2 separate regions of the Gasterosteus aculeatus genome follow, and region 1 is linked to region 2. The links are chromatin contacts, called in public Hi-C maps. All regions are on one chromosome and are shown on one strand. Each heading gives the region's core, a stretch centred on a gene start, on an enhancer-like site or on the middle of the called end of the contact. The rest is flanking DNA. Distances are from core to core; before and after follow the strand shown. Region 1 overlaps rapgef2b (Rap guanine nucleotide exchange factor 2b). Region 2 overlaps rapgef2b (Rap guanine nucleotide exchange factor 2b).

Region 1 (5,912 bases), core at 2,370-4,869, 40 kb before region 2:
AAAACCTCAAAGGCAGGTATGACTGAGGCCCCATGCACATCGGGAGGAAAAACGTGTCAAAAAAGGTCACATTTACTAATTCGAGCTGCAATGCAACAGCGATAATATTTTATATGTGTTGTATTTTCCGCTTAAGTTGACGGAATGTAAAATGGTCCGGTGTGACCACGTTAGCATAAGTGACCTTTGGGGTTAGGGTCAGGCGGGGTTAGTGGGACGACTCAACTCAAACAGATTAACGGAAACAAGGTTTCAGAAAAGGAAAAAAAGAAGCACGCAAGTTGGGCCGTGTTGCAGGGAGGGCAAAAGGTCGTAGGGTCACCGAACTTACCCTAAACTTCTCCATTTCTTCTTCCTAGAGGGCGGGCGCCATGAACAGAGAAGCACGGAAAGGGCAAAGGGGGGGGATGAGTAGAGGGAGACAGAGACAAAGCTTAGGACAGGAAAGACCACCAAGATCACCAAAAGAGAAGCAAATCTCACCCACGTGAAAGTCAGAGAGGAAATCAAATGAAACACCACTAAGGAGTGACATCGTTGGACAGAGACACACTTTCACAGGAGCACTGTGCACATCTTAAGCCAACAATGTGAACTAGGGAAACGGGTGCCAGAGGGAACAGCTGCTCGAGGGGGAAAAAGCGTGATGCAGAAACCGTCGGTGAATCGACGTCGAACCGGCCGACCGGTCCCACGAGGACGTTTTCGATGTGGAGTCTGGCTCGGTCTTTCGAGAGGCGCCTTACCGGGTCCTGAACATGAGGGCCGGGTCCATGTTGACGGAGGCCATGCGACCGACGTGGCGGATTTCTTTGGCAATCATCCTCAGCTTCTCAAAGTTCACCAAGCCGTCCACTTTGGAGTCGTTGCCTGAGAAATGAGGGACGACGCAAAGCGAACATGCGTTGACTCTCACATTAGGTTTTGTTACACCGTGTAAACATCAGCAATGATTGCTTCACTTTCCGGGAAAGTAAGTACAGAAGTCATCAAACTGAAGAAATGACAACGCTAACTTGTGACAGCCTGATATTTTATTTCCTCAAAAGAAGATAAGCAAAGCGTAGCAGCATTAACTGCCTCCTAATGGATGCAATTAGATATAGCGAAGATATTATTTAGTTTTTATGTACTCTCACTTCCAAATGCAAAAGAGTCAGTGCTAACCAATTCTGGGTGACATCATTTAACATAAACGGGCAAAAATCTGTGTGACCGTCTCGCTCAACTTCAGGGCACCGCTTTTTATAATCCCCCAGCACAAACGGACCTCATCAGACGTGGGGCCGTTTCTCAATCATCCCGTACCTTCATGGAGGAAGGTGAGGTCCTTCTTGATGACGGGGAACAGGGGGATGATCGGGGGCTGCAGGTTCTGATTGTTGAGCACGTTCCTGTACTTGGCCATATTTCTGGAAGGGTCGAAGAGGTCCTGCAGGTCCCCGAACAGCTTCTCGTACTTGCTGGGTAGCTTCTCCCACGTTCCCCTCAGCCTGGAGACTGGAGCCAGATTCAGACCACTAGGAGGAGGAGGAGGAGGACACGTGTGAAACATGGCACGTGTGGGGAAAAAGTGTCCCGAGGCGCGCCGAGGCGTTCCGCCATTTGCCCTCACCTGATGATGGCGAACATGGAGTTGAAGTTCTTGCACTCGCGGCAGTGCAGTGCGATCTTGATGAAGTGCTTGACGGTCTTCATGCGCTTGATCTGGTTGGGCTCCCGCGTCACCTCCGTGGCCACCCAGAAGGTCTCGTCGTTGATGGCCTCCTCGAAGCGCTTGAGGCTGGCCGAGCCGGCCTTGGAGCGGTGCTTGAACAGGTCGTCGATGTACTCGGTGGGCTCGATGGCGCAGAAGAGTTCGAAGGCCCGCATGGAGAGCTGCGTGGCCACCTCCACCGTGCTGAGCTGCAACAAGGAGATCTGGCCCTCGCGCAGGAGGTCCTGGGCGTCGTCATCGGAACACAACGTCTCCGTCTCCATGTTGCTCTTCAAGTAGTATCTGCAGAAAGGGGAGAAGGCGCTCGGATGAGGCACAGATCACGCTGGGCTTCACTTCTCTTTGCGCCATGATTCTAAATTAAATGTTTTTTAGTGTCAGCCGGGTGACACACGGAATATGAACGTTCCACCTCATTGTAAATGGGACTGGCTCCAATCACACTTTCTAGACTAAATAAACAATTAAGGTCACTTTGCGAATACAAAGAAACAGTAAATCGCAGCCAAATTGTATTTTTACTCGACCCTTCATTGTTTTACATAACAGTCCTGGTAGAATTGGCAGCACAATGATGTTGCAAAACATCAACATTTTAAGGAGAGGACAACAAAAAGTAGGTTTAAGGGGCAAATGACCTCCCACTCAGCTGAATCCTGTCGGCTAGTTTGGACAGCTGGTCCGGTAGCCGCCTCTGCTTGATGACGCCCTCCGGCGTGACGGACACCTCACACAGCGAATAGGCCTCCGGCGCCGCGGTCAGGGCGAACTCCCTGATGGCCTGAGCCACCACCTCCTTCGCCGTTGTGTCCTTCCCGATCATGATGTACCGAGACTGTTGGTCCGCCTTGAAGACTCGCAACACCTGATCCGACATATCTGTGGACGAGCGGAACAGAGTGAGCATTCATGGCTCTTATGGGTCTCGTCATTGCAGATACAGTTATTTTATTTGCCCTTTGTCCCCCAAGATGCACAAAGAACCATCACCAAAGCATCGCTCTGTCGCCGCCCTTAAGCGTTCATTTCCCACCATTCATCAGAAACACAACAGCACCGATTAGATCACCGTCCATTGAAACGAGAAAAAAAAAAAATCAATACCCACGTGCCCTCAAACTAACAATCAGCAGTCAGAGCAACGCTGTTAGCTTTACTTAATGTGAAGAATTAAAGGTACAGCAGCTGATTGAAGTCTGATTAGAGTCAAAGAGAGGAAGATACTCACTGGGTACGAGTGGCACTGGAAGAACACAAACCACATGTGGGGGACGGAAGTTAATGGAGATCGAGGCCATATGTATACCTTTGGATTATGCCTTTACTCCTACCGTTTATTTATGGTTGCGTCATTGATTTGCGGTCGGGGGGCATGACGTCTTTACAGCGAAGGAGTCACAGAATGGTTAATCAATGGGATTCATGTGGCGTTTAATTCTTTCCCCCCCGAAACCGTCAATTACGCATTAATAACAAAGAGACACGAAACGCCGTCTCAATTAAGTTCATGTCTGACCTCCTAAACCAAAAACATTTACCCAATAAAACATACAATATGATTTAGGACTTTATTCAGATTAGCCCCTGAAATGAAGCGCTTGAATCACTTACTCTTAATTGAAATATGGACTTTCTAAAAGTAAGAGACGAGCCCATCGAGGGTGTCAGAAGGTTCCAACTGCTGCAAACTCTAAAACTGGCAATAAAGGTCAATAAAAGAACAAACTACGCACCCGGCTGGTTGTTGAAGTCCAGGATGCGGTGGTGAGACTGCAGGAGGTCCGGGTTGGACGACGAGAGGTTCCCACTGACGGGCAGCGCCGGCGCGATCTGTTTGGACTGCTTCATCCCCACGATGCTGTCGTCCTGCGATTGGCCCACGCAAACGTCGCTATGGGAACAAGAGGGGAGCGCAGAGGGGTGAGACAGCAGGTCTCTCCACCAAAGGCAGGGGGCGACGTTTGTTTGGGCGATGACAGCATTCTGAAAGCTGAATTTGGTTGAACGACGGGGACCAAGGTTTATTACTTGTATGGTTTCGGCGGCAGGATGCTGGTGAGCGTCTTGTCGAAGATCTTCTTCAGCTTGTTGCGTCCTCCCACCGAGTTGCTCTTGGCTTTCTTGCTGGCCTTCTCCAGGCCCATCACCTGCTCCACGTCCACCGCCAGGTCGGGGATGGAGTAGCGGCTGGCCTTCTTGATGTCGCCGATCTTCGGGAGGTGGGGAGCGCCGTTCTTCCGGTCATGTTCCTCCTCGCCGTCCGCGTCGTGGTCCTGTTCTGGCCTGGTTAGCAGCTCTTTAAACACTGGACGCCAGGAGGGAGGAGAGGGACGTTTGGAAAGTGGGAATATTGGTTTAATACACCAGTTCCCTTTTAATTCAGAGGCAGACGTTCTCATAAATAGGTTGAAACTTTACCTAAAAGGTTTGTTTTCACAGTTATGGACAAGTGGGTGTTGTTCTTCAGAATCTCGTTGGCTTTGATGAGCTGGACATTCTCAAAGTTCTGCCCATTGACCTCCAAAATCTGCGTAAAGAAACAGAACAAAGAACCACCAAGTCTAAGAAGGAACGCACACGGATTAAGAGCCGAGATGCTCCACCGGACAGCCGGCAAACGGTCGGCCATATTGGATCAGTTCAAGAGCCGTGAACACAGTTAATAATCTCTGCATGACAGATTCTATCCGTTGAACAGAGGTGCAACATCTGGCGTGTTACACATCGTGACATTTAGTCCACACGTCTTTGACACCAACGAGGTCCTTGTCACAGCTCGACCTCGACGCCCGGGCCGCGTATTTGCTCGTTAATGTAATCTGCACAGCGACCTTTGCCGCTTCCTCTTTAGTGGAAGAGGAAGCGGCCTTGGAGCGTGACGAGGGCGGTCCTCTGCCGGTGTGAAGCCCAAATGTCTCTTTTAAACTCGGCAGTGATTCCCGAGACGTTGCTGGTGAGTTTAATGCGCTAATCTCTAGTGGCCCGAGGACAAAACGCTTTGAGATGAAATGTCCCGCGCGAACGACGGTCCTGACGGAAGTCGTTAAAAAAAGGGGGGGGGGGGGGGGGGGAAGGTGTGACGAGGTTTGAGAGAGTGAACGCGGCGAGGATGCCAGCTTCTCCGCTTCCTTCTCGGGGGGGAAACAGCTGCGGGGGATGTTTGGAGTCGAGAGGGCTTAACTGGCATCCCGACACTCTCAAGATGGCTTCAGGGATTAAGGGACTTTGCGTTAAACACGGAGGACTGCAGAGTGTGAAAACGGGTTGGAAGTCAAGTCGCGGGGAAAAAGTCAAGACGGGGGGAGGAGGAGGGGGGGCGGCTGAGCCCTGCGGCGAAGCTACTGGCAAGTTTAATTTAAGACTTTAAAAAGTCACAGCGAGTAAAGTTTCACTCTCGACAGTTGAAGAGGAAGCACAACCGTAACAATGCGTGCCGTCTGAAAGTAGAAAACGGAAGCCGCCTCACCTGGTCGCCGCGCTTAAGGCCGACCTCCGCCGCCTTGCTGCCGGGCTCCACGGCGTCGAGGAAGATGCGGAAGCCCTTCTCCTGCCCCCCGAGGAGGCTGAAGGCCAGCGGCGAGTCCCTGGACGGCTTGGTCAGCGTCACCAGCCGCGGCTTGGCTTTGGCGGCGCACGCTATGTTTAACAGTCGGAGGTGGCCGCACATTTTCTGCGGGGGAGAAAAAAAAAACCCGCGAACGGCGCGGACGCGAGGGAAGGGAAATAAGTCAATTTGAATGGATCCACGGACGAACCCCTCGGCGACCCGATCGACTTACTTCTTTTTCCAGATTGTTTTCAAACTCTTCCAGAAAGCGAGTCATGGCGGAGTCGCCCTCGAAGTCGTTGAAGTGATTGTTTACCCACAGCAAGACCACCCGCGTAACCTGGAGGAGATCACATGATCAGCAGGGGTCAGCGCACAGTTTCACGGCGGCCGTGGCGTGTTTGGGTGCAAAGACACGCAGCTCCTACACGCGTACCTTGTCCCTGAGACTGGGGTCGTGGAACCACTCCAGGAGCTTCTTGCCCACGACCATGGGGCTGGAGAGGAACGTCCTGTAGGTCAAGAGGAAGTCCTCGATGTAGGTGGGGTCCACCACCGAGTGCTCCTCCACCAGGTGCATGGTGAGACGCTCCGACGTGCCCTGCGGGTTAACATCGTTGGCGTTTGAAATGCAGTCTCTTTGGAGCC
Region 2 (5,363 bases), core at 11-2,510:
GTAAATGGTGTTCACATTGTTAAAATTGCAGATACACAACACACAACGTAACACAATAGAAAGTCCTCCACAAAAAAACGCCCCCAGAGAAGACAACTGCGCCTCAACTGTGCAGACAGGCAGCCGTAGTGAACACAAGCTGATCAAAACACAAAGGGCTTCAAAAAACAGCCGGGTGGGGGGAGATTGTTCTGCAGCCGCTGCACATCGGCAGAAAAAAACAAAACAATTCCGCCTCTAAAAAAACAAGTTGCTGTTAAAAAAGAAAAAAAAAAAAGAGCGACGCAGGGAAAACAGATGAAAGGTGGAGCAAAGAAAAGATCTATTCCGTAATCCCATCGTCAGTGGGAGGGCTGGGAATGCTGCTTCTCTAAGGATGGGAAAATGAAAGCTGACCGTGGAGGACCTCACTGTGGGACCACGGGGACATTCCTCAGGGTCCACACAGCGGAGGGGGGGGGGGGCCACACACAGTGGAATGTTCCAGCTCGCGGGTCGTGTACTGCCACATTGTTCCGTTGCCAGAGCGATCCACATGTCTGCACACAAGGCATGCTGGGAACAGACCTGTGACATGCGCCGTTTGGAGACCTTTCAACACAGTGAAGCTTTGCTTTTTTGTTGTTATCAATATGGGCCACTGAAAATGAACTATTTTAAATGAAAGTAAAAATCGGGGCTGAAACTAATTATTACTTTAGTTTTAGAAAGAGAATCACGGCCATCACTTTTTGTTTTGACCGAAACCCAAAGGCATTCATGGAAGAGCATTTTGAGACTCGTGTGACTTCTGGAGCTCCAGGTCATGTGACCAGAGTAGCTGGTGCAGACACTGACCTCAGCTGGTGCTCTCGCAGGTTGGACAAGGCCTCCATGCCGTGGAGGTACGAGTAGACGATCTCCAGGTCCTGAGGGACAAAGGACAAGTGGGGTTAGACGCAGACACGGATTATTCATTCATTCATTCAGAGAACCTCTCACACGCGCCAACATTGATTTATGTGTCCGAGCGCCGGGTCAGAAAGCCATAAAGCACCTCGAGAAAGACTAATGTAACAAAAAGAAGTAACTACACTGTGAGCTATGAACTGCCCATTCACTTCCTCCATCAAGCGAGCCAGTGAGCGACTCGCAATCACAGTCAGAGGTGAAACAAAGTGGCTCTCTGAGCTGCCAGACAGCTCCTCCACTGTCTGCTGGTACCCACTGCCTCTGTGTGTGTGTGTGTGGCGATGCCGGCTGCAGCCACTGGGGCGCCTCGGTCGGTGGCAGCGGCGCAGCAGAGGGACAACGGAGACGGTGTTGAGATCCTACGGACGCACACATGAGGCCCCACCTTGATACTTTAGTGGGAAATTGGCTGAATGACAGGATGGACTCACACTAACTAGGGTATTAGATACAAACTGCAGCATTTCACTAAAAGTCAGTCTGATCAAAAGTGATTATTATAAACGTCAAAGACAGCACATAAAAGCTAAACCGCATTCTAACAGCCATGAAGCAAACTGTAATAAACCACAACGGAATGAAAGTCTGCTCGGTGTTGTCAAAATGTGACGCATCCCCACTAACCGAATCCTGATGTTCCAGATGTCAGTGGTCACAGGAGCACCTGTTCAGTGGAGGCGATGCTCAGACACACACTGCCACCTACTGGCCGGATGAGGAATCACAGCCTCGGGCCCACCGGGAACATTTTGGATATTGAGCTCATGCCGATGCAAAAAATAAATAATTCATATTAAGGGTTCTAAAACAAATGCAAACTATAGGACAGCAAGCAATTACCCGAAGAAACAAACAGGGGACAATATGGGTTAATGGCTGGTATTTAATTGATTATTAATTTACTTAGAAATTAGCAGGAAAATGCCCTGCTACTGATTAATCAGTAAATCAATTGATTAAAATGAAAAGGTGCCAGAAATCCACTGGCTTTTACTTTTGTATTGGTCAGATTAAACAAGCAATCCGAAGACATGAAAGTGACTTTTGTGTCCTTCCCACCATTTTTATGGCTGTAGCTTTTTAATTATGGGGGCACAACATGTGATGTCACGTTTTTACATTATGTTTTGGTGCCATTTGAGAGTTGTATTAAGATACATGGAAGATTATTAGGATAATACCAAACATTTGTCTTTGTCAGAGTATTATGACAAGATCATTTTTCATTGTTGAACCTCCGACCCAAACCTCATCAAAACTTTCAATGTACCATTTCCCTGAGAAGGAAACCGCATGTATATGACCACATACATCCATAAAAGTGATCTGTGGACGGAGAAGACGCAAGGAATGAATGAATACCACTGGCACAAGGTCACCACTGGGGGGCAGTATTCCCCCTCCGTGAATAAAACAGCGCCACTCAAACGCAGCCTCACAGGAAGAACTATGCAGAACCATCAATTATGGCTTCAGTCTCAAATATTTCAGATTGACTGTACGGAAAGAATGCAAAGGAGCCCATCTTTTTTTCCGCTACATTTCCCTTTTTCTCTGCGGCCTCCTTTCAGACGGCGCCAAACACAATAACCACAAAGCGCACAGGAGACGAGACGGTTTTAGGACAAATCCCAACACAACCGACACGCTTTCAACAGACGCTGCTATTTTTCCCCCACAAGGCAATTCCTTTGTTTATTTCAAAACAATTTAAAAGCCCAAAACCAAAAAGACCTTCCATGTACTTAAATTATTCTCTTTTGTTCTTGTTGATCTACGCTTTCATCTTCAACACTTCTTTTTGCTAAAAGAAGAACAGCATCCAAGCACAGAATCAGGATCAGAAAGTAAACAAGGACACGCTGCATTAAGCTCTAAGGTCTGCTCATTGCGTGCTGAATAAAGAATAAGCCTTGTCCATTAACAACAACACCACCACCACCACCACCTGACCAGGGCTGCACAGGTGACACCATCTAATCCCGCCTCCTTCCTTATCTGAACCACGTTATCCTTCCGGGAACACAGGTGGCCTCCCGAGGAGGGAAAAAAACAAGCAGAGATGCCGTTCTCAACAAAAACCCTGGCGGACACAAAGCTGCTGGCGCCGGACTACCGATGACATTCCTCGCATGCCGGCTTCGTGACATCGACACGAGAGATAAACCTCCCCCGGGGTTAGGGAGGCTACGGAAGTTGTGATGTTTTCGCTTTGTCTCCTCCACTGACACTTCACGCGGTAACAGATCCGAGCATTGAGACACCATCAGTGACCTTAAGTGATTTAAAAAAAAAAAAAAGGATATGACGCTGCCTCCTACCAACGGTTTGATAATACATTCAAAATGTCAGCTGGCCGTTGGCATAAATTAGGCTGCAGGTATGTGCGCTTTCATCGGCGGCCATACTCGACTATGGCGATTATTTCCTGGATTAATCCGGTAATCGGTTGGTCGACGACATGGAAGGAAAAGCAATCAAAATTGATATTTTAAAAAAATAAGCCAGGTTCCATCTACCAGTCAATCATCTTCTGTATGTTGCAGCTCAAAAATACACGGCATCATTTTGTGTTTGTTGTAAAGGTTTCTCCCCGATTGATCTTTAAAGAGCCTCAAAAAACAAATAGTGCCAATATTCTTCGATGGGTTCGTTTTCTATCGTCAAAATAGTGAAAAAAGAAAGTGGAAAATACAGGAAAATGGGCTTTCAATGTGATTAGTACATTATCAAAAAGGTAGCTGCTGCTTTAATCCAATGTTTGTTCCGCTTATTTGCCCTTTAACGCGGCTGAGAAGTGCCTCTGCTTTCCTTTATCTCTGTACACCACAGTGTCCGTTAGCTCCCCCCCCCCCCATGCTCAATCCTCCTTTCATTCCCACTTCACCCTGGCTGAGAGCAGATAGCCGACCTCTGCGTGCATCCATCACCCACCGTGCAGAAACATCAAAGAGCCGGTATGCAAAGCGCTCTGACACAATGGGACACTGCAGGGAGCGGAGGGGGGGGGGCACATCACTGATGACCCAAGCAGATTGATGACCACACACACCAATATCTCCACATTGTCTTATTGGAATGATCCACAAATGGTAGTTTGGCCAGAGAGGCTGCGGTGTCGGGGCGTGCGTCGGGGGACTGATGCATCATGGGGCTTTATTGTTATTCATCACAGGAAAGAGCGATTAAGTGTCAGGGCCTAGTTTAAGTGTTAGTTAAAGCCAGACGCCCACGGGCTGAGTCGGAGGAAATCAACGCCCGCTCATCCGACCGCCGAGAACATCCTTCCTTCCGGTGATTACAGGTCCGTTCCCTCCCGACCGGGCCGAGGGATCAGCGGCGTTTCCAATCTGCGTGAGCAGGGCGTCATCTCGCGTCGGAGGACCTCACGCCCGGCATGGAAGCCAGGTGAAGAAGCAACTTGAGCGGCTTAAGTCACGGCTGCTGAATCATTTCACGGGTCCCGCATCTCGTCGTCATCCACACGTTTGTGTTTGTGAAATCACCAATTCCCTCGATGTTTAGGGGTCAAATGACTGCATCGGGTATCGTATCAATTAAACATGCGGCAGTCAGACTGCACGCGGCTCCACCGGCGGGCTCGTTACGCCGCCGCCGGCGTCCAAGACGCGCACGGCCGTGATCACGCCACTTTGTTGTCCTTCTGTTTTTTCCAATAATAGCTGGGAAACGCGCAAAGTAATCACCGCCCCCCTCAATTTGGGAGAGAGGACGACCTAGTTTTATAACAATTGCTCACTTGTCACTGCGAGGGGGGGAGGGGGGGGGGGGGGGGGGGGGGGCGCTTTGCACTCACCCTGTGAACTGTGGCTCCACAACGAATGGATTTCTTAGATGTACCGTCCCATTCACAACGTGTAGTTTTAAAGCGAATTGACTTTTTTTTTCCTATTGAATTGACGGCGAGCCTCCTGTAACCGGGCTGAATGTGTGTCCGCTCATCCGTCGCCTGACACCGGGCCGCGATCCAGTTCAGACCTTCTCAAAAGGTTTGCCTTTCCTACGCCGGCGACCCCTCGGCCTTCCCGGGTCCCGTTACCGTGACAGCGCGGGGGCCGTCTTATGTGACGGGCTTGCATTCCTCAGATGACACACACACACACACACACACACACACACACTAAAGACTACTACTGGCACCCTGCATGTGGGGGCCCGCCGGGACACGAGGGAAGCAACCGAGTTTCACCATCTAACAATCTGCAAAGTGCTTTCTGGATTGAAAACAAAGCGACAACCAGACTCACAACCCACTAGAAAACAGTCACATTGGACAAAAAAAGCTGACCACTTACAGAAAATGATCAATTTAAAGCTTCATTAAGAAAACACGTTTAGAGACTTTAATTAGAAATCCCTCCGCCTCATAAATTACTTTTTCTACAACGATG

What was found. Hi-C and Micro-C count contacts between places; a contact is called where the count stands out from the background.
Region 1: a Hi-C map of whole body shows a contact between it and region 2, with 4 times the contacts expected there. The contact joins two enhancer-like sites. A contact is called at or near these places in 5 of 6 Hi-C or Micro-C datasets (liver, skeletal muscle, tail fin and 1 more).

The regions. Positions count from the first base shown.
Region 1 is chr4:2,524,593-2,530,504 of fGasAcu3.hap1.1, reverse strand. It overlaps rapgef2b (Rap guanine nucleotide exchange factor 2b), which reads right to left. Exons shown (of 29, transcript XR_013467536.1): 11 at 5,701-5,865; 12 at 5,497-5,604; 13 at 5,184-5,387; 14 at 4,136-4,244; 15 at 3,746-4,022; 16 at 3,451-3,608; 17 at 2,946-2,960; 18 at 2,356-2,596; 19 at 1,616-1,999; 20 at 1,309-1,520; 21 at 747-870; 22 at 332-355. Among protein-coding and RNA genes, the nearest start is that of rapgef2b, 59 kb to the right of the region's middle. Within about 2 kb of position 3,619, at least 1 of the 9 cell types and tissues checked has open chromatin away from gene starts, as enhancers often do.
Region 2 is chr4:2,482,323-2,487,685 of fGasAcu3.hap1.1, reverse strand. It overlaps rapgef2b (Rap guanine nucleotide exchange factor 2b), which reads right to left. Exons shown (of 29, transcript XR_013467536.1): 2 at 838-908. Among protein-coding and RNA genes, the nearest start is that of rapgef2b, 17 kb to the right of the region's middle. Within about 2 kb of position 1,260, at least 6 of the 9 cell types and tissues checked have open chromatin away from gene starts, as enhancers often do.